2 separate regions of the Zea mays genome follow, and region 2 is linked to region 1. Evidence: chromatin contacts called from public Hi-C data. All regions are on one chromosome and are shown on one strand. Each heading gives the region's core, a stretch centred on a gene start, on an enhancer-like site or on the middle of the called end of the contact. The rest is flanking DNA. Distances are from core to core; before and after follow the strand shown.

The links. A called contact is a pair of places that touch in the nucleus more often than the background predicts.
Region 2: a Hi-C map of leaf shows a contact between it and region 1, with 4 times the contacts expected there. The contact joins the promoter of LOC100274580 here to the promoter of LOC103649639 in region 1. A contact is called at or near these places in 2 of 25 Hi-C or Micro-C datasets (both in leaf).

The regions. Positions count from the first base shown.
Region 1 is chr3:6,902,178-6,904,694 of Zm-B73-REFERENCE-NAM-5.0, forward strand. It overlaps LOC103649639 (protein IQ-DOMAIN 14), which reads right to left and starts at 1,258. Exons shown (of 3, transcript XM_008675371.4): 1 at 94-1,258. The coding sequence starts at 546.
Region 2 is chr3:7,050,363-7,052,879 of Zm-B73-REFERENCE-NAM-5.0, forward strand. It overlaps LOC100274580, which reads right to left and starts at 1,258. Exons shown (of 6, transcript NM_001148933.1): 1 at 398-1,258; 2 at 218-302; 3 at 1-87. The coding sequence starts at 494.

The DNA.
Region 1 (2,517 bases), core at 8-2,507:
TTGTGGAGTGAGTGACCACAGAAGAAGAAAGAGTGGAAGACGAAGGAGGGATCAATCAAGAGGAGAAAGCCAGGTAGCTAGCCAGCCACTGACCAAGAAGCGTCTGAATGCCGTCTGGATCTTGACGGCGGCGCCGGCGCGGCCGCGGGGGTCCAGCACGGGCACCGGCCCTCCGCCGCCGAAGACCGGGCCCTGGCTGGTGAGCCGGACGACCTCGACCGCGGCCTGCGCGGCGGCCACGGCCGCGTCCGCCGCCGCCGCTGTGGCCGCGGCGACGGCGATGGCGTGCTTGCTCTGCTGCCGCCCCGTGTCGTCGTAGAGCGACTTGAGCCACGCGGCCTCGGCGGCCCGCGCGATCGCCGCGTTGCCACCGCCGCGCACGGAGCCCTCGGTCGCCGCCGCGGCGGCCTCGGCCGAGTCCCGCGAGGACCTCGCGAAGCTCCAGCGCTTCCTGTCCGCGGTGGGCGGCGCCGGCGAGGCCCGCCTCTCCTGGTCTTTCCTCCCGCCGCCGAGCAGGCCGCGGAGCCACCTCGCCGCCTTGCCCATCCCCGGAATTCGCAGCCGGCAAGTGAAGCTCGGCTCCGCTCCGCTCCGAGCCTAGCGGGGGACTGAGTCACTGAGGTGCGGTAGAACTAGAAGCAGCTGAAGTGAGGGGGTGGCAACGGCCGGTGGAGTTAGAAAAATGGAGCCTGGGACTGGGACTGCGAGTTTGAATAAGAGAGGGAAAGCAGGGGAGGAGCGGGTTTGGAATAAAACGAGAGGAGGGCGGGCCATTAGCGGACAAGAGCACCCGGAAAGATGCAGCGCAAGAAGGCAGAGACGACGGGTCGGGGGACCCTCTCCTCTCCTCACGCTGCTACTAGCTGAATATTCGTGTGTTTTTTGTGCGGCGTGTAAACCGACTTAGCTGACGCCCTAGTAGCTGGCTGCGCAAAGGCACGAGATGGACGACGGGTCGGGGGACCCTCTCCTCTCCTCACGCTGCTACTAGCTGAATATTCGTGTGTTTTTTGTGCGGCGTGTAAACCGACTTAGCTGACGCCCTAGTAGCTGGCTGCGCAAAGGCACGAGATGGACGACGGGATTAAAGAAAAAAGAAATGGGCGTCGCCGTCCCAAATCCAAGAGGTTTTTTTGAGTTGGTGCGTGCGCCGTGGACGATGAGTTCAAAAAGCGGCAGGATCAGTTCAAAAGGCGCGACGAAGGTGCTGGCGCTGCTGCTGGCGGTGATGTGTCTAATGGCGGCAGTGACGTCGTGGCTCGTGTACTACTGATGTGCAGTTGCAGTGGTAGTACTACTAGTCGTGTGAGTGTGATGGATGGATGTATCGCGATCGCAAGGGCAGGGACATACTATGATACTGACACTTGTATATTATACAACTGTGATCATAATAAAGTACTCCATGCTTTGTCCTTAATTTATAAAGTATATATATTATAAAAAAACACAAAGTCAAGAAAGCTTTCGTACCTGCAAAGAGAGCAAGATGGTGCGGTGAAATTTACAAAAAAGGTTTGTCCTTAATTTGGCGCAGGTGTCTCTCATACTTCAACTGTGCTGCACTGCATGATCTGCGTCTTGGCAGCCTGTGTGTGTCCAGCATGGATTTTGATTGGCTGATATCGCGTTCTGACCTGGTTTATATCAGCTCCAGTCAGCTAGGTTAGATTGGGTTGGCATAGTCTCTGCTTGTTTGTGTTTTATCGAACCAATTTTTTGAAAGAGGCAGAAGTACCTTGTTTTTGTATAAAAAGCATACAGAGGTTTGATACAAACGCCGACACCCATGCTCGACTAGCTCGGTTATCCGTTTATGATACTGTTGGATCGTGCATATATATAATCACGCAAAACATTATTTACGCTATAAACTGTACTAGCTAGACAAAAAGAAAAGAAACATATATAAAAACAAGTACCAAAGCCTCCAGTGACAAACATCTAGCTAGGATTAAACAAAAAACAACCAAAGACTTGTCGTAGAAGCCTCTCTGTTTCCATGACTTCGTTTTTCCTTATCTTCAGCAACATTAGGGCATGTACGACTCTAAGCCCTTGGATCATTAGCAATATACGAGCAATTAGTGTATATATGTAGCGCCAAATTTCTTTTTTTCTTTTTTTTTTTTCATCCGATGGGATACGCGCATGTAAAACATTATTTACGCTATAAACTGTACTAGCTAGACAAAAAGAAAAGAAACATAAAAACAACTACCAAAGCCCTCCAGTGGCAAACATCTAGCACGGATTAAACCAAAAACAACCAAAGACTTATCGTAGAAGCCTATCTATTTCCATGACTTCGTTTTTTCTTATTTTCAACAACATTAGGGCATGAACGACCCTGAGCCCTTGGATCATTAGCAATATACGAGCAACCGTAGCAATGTACGAGCAATTAGTATATATATGTAGCGCCAAGTTTCATTTATTTATTTATTTGCATCCGATGGGATACGCTCAGATATAACAAGTACGACGTGCAACCAATGAGTATGAAGCTCCTTCCCG
Region 2 (2,517 bases), core at 8-2,507, 150 kb after region 1:
GGCCTGGAGGAGGAGGCGGCCAGGTTCCTCCGGAACGACCGCACCGGCGGCCACCCCACCACCGGCGCCGCGCCCGCTGGCCTGACCCTGGCGGATTGAATTGAACGACCATTAAGAAAAAAAATGGACCTTTAGACAGTTGCCTTTTAGAAAAGCGAACAGAGAGAACAACAGCAACACCCGGCAGCCCGGCACCACCACCACCACCACCACCCACCTTGCCTTGGAGACATTGCTCCCACTGGCGGCCTGGATAGCGTAGGCAGAGGCCTCGGCGGGCTCCTCCCTGGCGGCGTCCAAACCTGAGGCTACCAAACGTCAGAACATGGAACCACGTAGCCATTTGCGACAGGAAACAAGAAGTGTACTACTAGCTCCAATCGTGGCAGACGAACACCTGAAGGCCGGGCGAAGTAGGCCGGGAGGCCGAGGCTGAGCTCGAGGCCGCTGTCCAGGGCCTCCTCTCCGGCTCCGAGCGGGCCGCGCCACGCCATGATCGCCGCCGCCCGCGTCCCTGAAGCTCGCGGTCACGGTCACGGGTCACTGGCACGACTCAAGCAGAAGCAGGCAGAGAAGCGAGCAGTGGTTCGGCAAGAGAGGGTGTGTGTATATAAACGAGGATGGCGACCGGGGAGGAAAGGCTGCCCCCGCCTGCCTCAGCGAGAGAGAGAGAAGAGTATAGGAGAGCGCCAGAGCGGTGAACAGAAGAGGAGGCAGGAAGACGACGGAAGGAAGCACAGGTGCTGCGCCTCGCGGTGCCCGAGGTGACCAAAAGGCGGCAAGGGAACAAGAGGTCAGAAGGCTCCCTCCCTGAAACGTACACGTACTACTACGTGACGGCCGAGCCTCAAAGCTGCAGGTGTGAGGGAATAAGGTCCAGTCGCACGGACGAAAGACAGCGGACAACAAGTACTAGGCTCCTCTGTTCCGTTCCGTCCGTCGCCCGCACCCTCTCTCTCTCTCTCTAGCTCGCAGTCGCACAGCCGGCAGCTAGAGCTCGGTCGCTGCCTGCTTCCCTCTTGCCTGTAGCTCTACAGTAGCAGAGGAGCTAGCTACTGTAGTACAAGATATGCAGGGCGAGATTCCAAGGAGCACAAGGAAAGCCGGCAAGAGCTACAGAGGGCTATGGTGGCCGCCCCGCCCGCCAAGCAAGAAGAAGCAACGGCTGCCTACCGATCGAGATCGCCGTCGGTCGTCGGTCCGTCTCTCTTCTATCTCTCTCTCGTGCGCTCCAGGTCTAGGGAGGTTGCCAGGTGTGTGTGAGAGAGAGTGTTGCGGTGCTCGTCTTGCCTCTTGCCCCTTATAAATAAAAATGGCGGCAAAAAGCGAAACGAATCTGCTCCATGGCACGCACGCATCGCTTCATCCCTCCCTCCGCCGTGTTCCTCTCCTTTTTTTTTCATTATATGAAAACCTTAACGGGGATACAGACGGATCTTCGCTGCGCAAAGCAAACTCTACGCATTACACTATCCAGCGACTAATAAAAAGAAACGGAGGGAGTACTACGTACGAGTATCTCGCAGTGTGCACGGCACTCCCTACACGACCTCACAAAACGACGAGCGTTCTTACGTTCACTCGATCCGAGCTCACAAAATGACCGCAGAAACGAGTTGCCGTTGCCGAAATGCGGCAGCTAGCTCCGTGGCCACTGGCCACTGGCGTTTGCTGTTTGCACTACTAGTACGTACAGTAGATGTAGACGCGTCATGCATGTGTGAACGTGACAAAAAACGGCGGTGCTGGTGCTGGTGCTGGATAAAAGAAGAAGGCAAGCAAGGCCATCGGATAAGACGATAAGCTCCGAAATTCTGGCCATGGCCGCAGCATTTGGTCGTCTGGGTTTTCCTCTCTCTCTTTTTTTATAGCCTGTAAAAAAGAAAAGAAATTGCAGGATGCAGATCGAGCGCGTCAAGCTGACTTTGCAGGATTTTGGGGGGTGGGGGGGGGGGGGGGGGGGGGGAAGAAACAGGACAGGAGTTTGGCGTGATGTCATTCTGTCTAGTGAGGGAGTATTATATCATGCTGTTTATACGGATCCTGTTTGGATCCTTTTCTACGATTGGCTACAGACACTGACACGACTTTTAGTTAGTCCACCCTCAAACCAAGGACCAGTTTATTAACTAGACAATTCAAATAAGATACCTATTCGAATGAGAGAGAGAGAGAGAGAATATAAGAGTCATCTCGTATTCTCGTAGCAGCAAACAACAGATAGAACGGTTTGCAAGTCACAAACTGTGCCAAAAAGGCTGATGCCCGCTCGCCAAGGCGCACAGGCACAGATGCAGATGCCCGCGGCTGCAGAGCCTGCTGCTATCGCGGGGGATTGGCAGTAGCCCACACAGGCACACAGACAGAGTAGCTCCGTCACTGCTGGCCGGGTCCCACACCGCCGGCACGCGAAGCAGCCAACGGGGAGACGAAACGTGCTGCTGCCTTTCCTGGGTCCGTGTCACCGCGGCGGGGCTCACATGGCTGCCTGGAGGCGACGGGTGGCTCAGGCTCAGG